2 separate regions of the Sus scrofa genome follow, and region 2 is linked to region 1. The links are chromatin contacts, called in public Hi-C maps. All regions are on one chromosome and are shown on one strand. The core of a region is the stretch at or near the end of the contact, and the rest is flanking DNA. Distances in the headings are between cores, read along the strand shown.

Region 1 (3,306 bases), core at 493-2,992:
GTGCAAGCATGTGTTTTAGTCCCTGCTTTCACTTATCTGGGGCACATACCTAGGGGTGGAACTGCTGGCATATATGGTAATTTCACATTTAACTTTTAAAGGAAATGCCATACTGTTTTCTATAGCCACTTCCCACCTCATTTGGTATTTTAATAACTTTGGAATGTCAGTAAGACATGTGGCAGTCACCATTTTATAAGCAAGGAAATAAACACTTAAACGAGTTGCCTAAGGGCAGAAGTGGAATCACCCAAAGGGGACTTGTCTGACTCCAAGTCACATACTCTTTTCCCCTGTCCCAGAGCTGCTCCCAGCCCTGTTACTCTGTGAGGTCAAACAACCTCTCACTGTCCCCATGGCCAGAAGAGAAGGATGCCTTCAGAGCCAGCTCCTCTTCAAGTCCAACTGTGGCTGTTTCCCAGGAGGCTAAGCCCCCACCCAGGACTGTAAGGCCCTGGGGCCAAGGTCACTCACCGCGTGGACATCCAGCGAGTCCACAGTGAGGTCGTACGGGTCCATGTGCAGGCTGTCAAACACCTGCCGCAGGGTGATCTTCCGGCCCCGCTTCTCGGCCACTGTCCGGTCGGGTTCCGTCTGGTACGTGTGCTTGATGAAGCGCAGCAGGTGCTTCTGGTTCATGCAGGCAGCCGCGTGGATGTGTGTGTCCACCTGCAACACAGTCCCCCCGGCCCCGCACCAGCACGTGAGCTGAGCCATGTCTCTGGCAACATGAATCAGGATGCTGGGGCCTCAGTCCAGAGCGCAGAGCCTCAGCATCTCCACTGATGCTGGAGCTCCTGCCCCATTTCTCGTCTCGACTTTGGAATGGGTCTTCCTCCCTCTAGCTCTTCTGCCCAGTCCCCCTCCTTACAGCATCAAGAGATGGATCCCACTCCTGTTAACAAATCATCCACGCCACCCCCCGGCCCCGCCAAGTCTTCGAGATAAAGCTCAAGCTCCTTAGCCTGGGATTCAAGGCTTACTTCAAACCTAAGTCTCCCTTGCCACTGCCCAGTTCTCTGCTCCAGCCAGGACACCCCACTTAGAGGTCCCCGAGGCACTGTGCTAGTCTACTCCGAGTGTTCTCAGCCTGGCATGCCTGCCTTCCTCCTCACCAGTCTCATCTACCTGGTAATTTCCTAAGATCTCCTCCAGTGAGAAGCCCGTTCTGATCCTCAAGTACAATGGATCAGTTTTTCCCTTATCCAACCTGGGACCCTAGCACGGACATTCTTGTCACCATATATGTCCTCCAATCCATAGTTGTAACTGTCTGTCTCCTTTGTCACTAGATGGGGAACTCAGCTCTCAAGGGCAGGGACCACAATGGATGGATCTAAGTCTCCAGCGCCTACCCCAGAGCCTGCTATGACATTGAATCCATGGATCAAGGAATGGGCCAAGGGTGGGAGATTCTAATAGCTTGGTTCTAGCCCACCAAATGCTCCACAAAATCCCACTCCTCCCACTGGCCTCTCTTGGAACACACAGCACCTTCATTCCCTCAGCCACCAGCCCTAAAGAAATAGAGCCCTAGCTGAGCTGAGGGATGGTCTGAAGTCACAGTGAGAGCATCCTGACCCCTGCCATGAGCCCAAGGGGCCTGAGCAAGGTCCCTGGGGAAGGTGGCAGCGGCCTCGCAGACCAGCGCACGGCCAGCCGCCAGCCCGCACTGCGCAGCTCTTACTGCAGCCAACTGGGCACTCCGCCAGGGCCAGGACGAGGAGGCGGCTGACCTCAGGCCAGGGAACGCTGTCCACAGCTGGCCAGGCATCTCCGATTCAGGCCAAACCAGACATTTGATCCACTGAACCTCTGTGAGCTTTTTTACCAGCCAGCTCATGTCCCTGGCCGCATCACTCACTCATCGGGGCCCTTCCTGCCCTGAATCCTGCCACTCCTCCGGAAAGGCAGACCACTGGGCATCGGAGAAGGGAAGTAACAAAGGTTAAAACATCGCCCAAAGCACAGCACACAGATTCAGGCACCTCAGGGATGGGCTGGGCTCAGATGGGATCCACCAGGGAAGGTTGGCCAGGCTTAGCTCGGCTGGACACAGCTGGACTCTACTGCCCAGCATGACTTAGCATGTTTTGGGCTTTCTTGCCGTCCTACAGCAGACCAATGACACACCGCAGGGGGTGCAGCCTGTCCCTACCCCCATGAGTCACAAGATGAGGGAGGAAAACACGCAGCCAATCCAGGAAGCATCTGATCCCAACTTTAAGATGACCAAGGTGATTATTTTAGGCCCAAGTGAAAGAACCTGTCACTGGAGGTTAGCATTTTCAATTCGCCAGAAGATCCAAGAGCGTCCCTTGCTTTCACCTAACATCCAGGGCTAAACAAACAGTTTCGAAACAGGGCTGGCCAGTACCTGGCCCCTAAGCCAACACTGACTGTTTGCACACCCATGGCAGACAGCGGCCAATTAGAACATGCTTCACTAAGCTTGGGGAGTAGCCTCAGGGGTTCAGTCCCAGGGGTCATGTTTAGCACAGAAGATGAAACCTATTTTTTTTGGGGGGGGCCCCACACCCATGGCATATGGAGGGTCCCAGGCTAGGGGTTGAATGGGAGCTCTAGCTGCTGGTCTACGCCACAGCCATAGCAATGCAGGATCAGAGCCGCATCTGTGACCTACACCACAGCTCATGGCAATGCCGGATCCTCAACCCACTGAGCAAGGCCAGGGATGGAGCCGCAACCTCATGGTTCCTAGTCAGATTTGTTTCTGATGCGCCATGATGGGAACTCCAAAACCTATTTTCCTATCCCTGATATGACACTGACACTAAACTGGGAAAGGCCTAATCTTCCCCCAACTCTCAAGCACCAAACACACTCAGCCCCCGGTTCTCAGCTCTGAGCAGAAAACAACCGTCTCAGTTATACAACCCTGCTGGTTGGAACTTCTGGGGCCACGACTCATGACCTTCTGTGATGCTGCTGGGGATTTGCACAAATACCGCCCCCACCAACCCATGACCACACACAGCCCATGCCTCAGGGCCGGCCCGCACAACACTGACAGCCACTTGGAAGCGTGGAGGCCAGCTTCCAGCCCATCCTGGATTTCAGAAAGTCAGCTGTCTTCCACTAACAGAGGCTCCGGAGTAAGAGGAAGCAGCCAGGGGGCAGGGGGCAGGGAGGGACAGTCACAGCCTGACCTGGAACAGACCTGGGCCTATGTTTATGGTCTGCTGTGGCGCCAGAGAACAGGCCACTATGTCACAGCACAGGGCTCAAGGCCATCTCTCTAGAGAGCGCATGAACGCCCAGAGTGACAGGTAACCCCAAGGATCA
Region 2 (3,306 bases), core at 244-2,743, 160 kb after region 1:
AGCAAGGCCAGGGATCAAACCTGTGTCCTCATGAACGATAGATTCGTTTCTGCTGAGCCACAACGGGAACTCCAAGCTTACTTTTTTTTTTTTTTTTTTGATAAAAAAGAGGAAGAATAGGCACTTAGAATTACATGAAAACATATTTAATAGATTCATTAATCTCTGCCAATAAAAAAGATCTTGGGAGTTCCCGGCATGGCTCAATGGTTAACGGGTGCGGCCCTAGAAATGGCAAGACAAAAAAAAAAAAAAAAGATCTTGGCTGAAGACTTCTCATAAGACAATGGATCCATATAAATGGGTCACAAAACTGCAAAGAAAAAAAATTCCCACTTTCTGATTAGTAGCAGCAAAAACTACTAATGGGAGTTCCCACTGTGGCTCAGAAGGTTAAGAACCTGCCACAGTCTCTGTGAGGATGTGGGCCTTGCTCAGTGGGTTAAGGATCCAGCATTGTCTCAAGATGCAGCATAGGTCACAGGATGTGGCTAGGATCTGGTGTAGCCATGGCTGTGGCGTAGGCCAGCAGCTGCAGCTCTGATTCAGCTCCTAGCCCAGGAACTTCCATAGGGTGCAGGTGCAGCTGTTTTAAAAAAAAGCTATTAATCTAGTCAAGACAAGGAGGTCTTCTGGGTACTACCAGGAAGGTGATCAAGGGCCCTTATTCGGCCCATCTATGCTTATGACTATTACCTGCTCCCCTGTTCTTTGCCCGGGCTCCATGGAGATACTATTTCTCTCCTCCCTTTCCTCATCTAACACGGGCTCAAGAATCCTCACCTGGGAGTGATTCAAATTGGTTTAGCCTTATCTTGCCTGGAGACTCCAGCTTCCCTTCATCTCTCTCATTTTCCTCAAGAAAGACAGAGATAAAACATTTGAAGATTTTACAAATGAACCTCATCCCAAGGTTTGCAGTCACCTCTGCTGATAAATGCACTGCAGAAGGGCATGTTGGAGGAAGAGGTCCCCCTGACACATCCGAGGGGAACAGTCTGTGCCTGGGGAATTTGCCTTGGGTTATGACTTTCATGACATCATTGGCCCACGAGGAAAGGGCATCCAAACCTACACCTCACTGGCCAGACCCCTGCATGGATGTCCTTGGAAGGTTGCCAGGGTCAGGGCATCAGCCCTTCCCTCCTGTGCCGGAGCAAGTCTGTATCAATGGATGGGACAGACAGGACTTATTGGCCTGAGAGAAGAAAGACACTGGTGAGGCCCAGCAATCCATCCCAGGAAATGACAGGCCAGTCGGTACCCAACTATACAAACGTGTTTTCTGACCACCCCCCAAATTCTTCAAGGCACTTTGCTAAAATAAATCATTTTATTTATTTTAATCCTAGAATCAGTTCAAGAATTTATTCCTAAGAAAACAGCAGGTGGCAGCAAAGTTTTACTTTTTTTTTTTTTTTTAACCCGTTGGGCAAGAATTGAAAAACACAGTGTCATGGAATTATCTCCTCATTTCTGAGTCAGCCAACTGGCCCAGAAACTGGCACAATGCCATCTTGTGATGTGGAGTATATAGAGTCTTCTTGAGTAGGCTCTGTGCATTTTGACAAGAGAACCCCCAAAATGTCTCCCCCGAAACCAGAGGCCTGCCTGGTTCTTTCTGCAAGGCAGACAGGGAAGTGACCGGCACAGAGTGGCCCCATCACAGAGCCAAGGGCTGTGGCTGCGAGTCTCGTGTTCTCTTGCCCAACGTCAAGGAGTTGCTCACTCACAATGGGGCGGCCCTCAGGGAAACCTGAGAATGATTAAGTGGAAGTGTGCCTAAAAATTGTGTGTGCACCTCATAGCATTTTCACCATCTAGTATGATGTAACCCACGAGGTGAAATGTGTGGGTAGAGAAAGACAGGGAAGACAAAAGGGATTTTAAAATCTGGTCTCTGGTGTACCTAGAGATTTAGAGACCTCCAAAGGCTACATGACCACTGACTGCTGAAGCTCTGGGCTTGGGAGAGACAATGCCAAGATCACTGTCTGGTTTGGTCTCAAATGTCTTCCTTGCCTTAGTATTATGCTTGGCTCCCAACTTCAATTTGTGGCCAGAAAGTTTCCATTGCCCCAGCACAGCTCTAGAGTTTGGAACCCAAGTCTTTTTTTGTTTGTTTTTGGTTTTTGTCTTTTTAGGGCCGCACCCTCAGCATATGGAGGTTCCCAGGCTAGGTGGTGAATTGGAGTTGTAGCTGCCAGCCTACGCCACAGCCACAGCAACACCGGATCCGAGCCGCGTCTGCGATCTACGCCGAAGCTCAGAGCAGTCAACGCCAGGTCCTTAACCCACAGAGCGAGACCAGGGATCGAACCTTGCATCCTCATTCGTTTCTGCTGAGCCATGACAGGAACTCCTGGAAGCCAAGTTTTGGCTGAATTGTTTTGCAGAACAAATCCAGGTTTGACTTTATGAATTGACAGACCAGTTTATTTCATCCCCAAATGTGCTTCTGAACTCTCTCACACCCATTTTAGATTGAGCCACTTAATTTCCATCCAGGTGGACACTCTCTTCCTGTTTAAAGTCAGGATGGAAAGGGGTGGGGGGAGGGCCAGAGGATTGTGCCTAGTCATTATTTTTTAAAGATACAGAACTTGTTATGGAAAAGAAAGACAAAATTGAAGACGTTGTTTTCAAGATCCTAAACAGATTTTACAAACAGACGTGTTTGTGGGTTTTCTTTCTGGAAAAGGAATTGACGGAAAAGTGAGTAGCTCTGGCCTTTTGTAAGTTGTGTAAGTACATCTGCAGCATTAGCAGCTCCTGGTGATCAAAGAGAACCTTCCTGTAAGGTGCAATGGAGGAAGGAGAAGTTCATTTATTTACATAACATGAGGTCTTTGGCCCAAACACATGATATTTTTCTTTCCTGCAGAAAATGTGATCTTGTTCTAAGGACTTAAGGACAAACTTCACAAGTTTTGCTGCACAGAAAGGATTCTTTAAAATTATCTACTAAAGAAAACATTTTATGATTCCTTTGAATGTAATAAACAGTGTCTTTGAGGCAACTTGCCATGCATCTTCCAGAATTTATATCAACATTTAATTCCCTCTCTGTATGTTCTGCACTCCCCAAGTATGATGTTAAATCATTTAACACAGAGAATTGACAGCACCAGGAAAATATTTGGATAACTGTCTGGAGTTGCCATTATTGGCTTTAATTATGACCTACTGGCTCTTGGGTCCTGATGCAGCCAGAAAATGAGATCTGTGTGCCAAAATATTCATTAGAATTCCCTTCTCAGTCATTGTTCAGAAAGAAAAAGTTTCCTTCTGGCCCCCATCTTCAGG

What was found. A called contact is a pair of places that touch in the nucleus more often than the background predicts.
Region 2: a Hi-C map of skeletal muscle shows a contact between it and region 1, with 2.9 times the contacts expected there. The contact joins two enhancer-like sites. A contact is called at or near these places in 4 of 47 Hi-C or Micro-C datasets (embryonic fibroblasts, fibroblasts, liver and 1 more).

What each region holds. Positions count from the first base shown.
Region 1 is chr2:49,044,344-49,047,649 of Sscrofa11.1, forward strand. It overlaps AMPD3 (AMP deaminase 3), which reads right to left. Exons shown (of 15, transcript XM_013994571.2): 7 at 475-669. Among named protein-coding and RNA genes, the nearest start is that of AMPD3, 39 kb to the right of the region's middle. Within about 2 kb of position 1,743, at least 14 of the 83 cell types and tissues checked have an H3K27ac peak or open chromatin away from gene starts, as enhancers often do. A contact at or near this core is called in skeletal muscle, where this site is marked.
Region 2 is chr2:49,208,293-49,211,598 of Sscrofa11.1, forward strand. No RefSeq gene overlaps it. Among named protein-coding and RNA genes, the nearest start is that of ADM, 22 kb to the right of the region's middle. Within about 2 kb of position 1,494, at least 18 of the 83 cell types and tissues checked have an H3K27ac peak or open chromatin away from gene starts, as enhancers often do. A contact at or near this core is called in skeletal muscle, where this site is marked.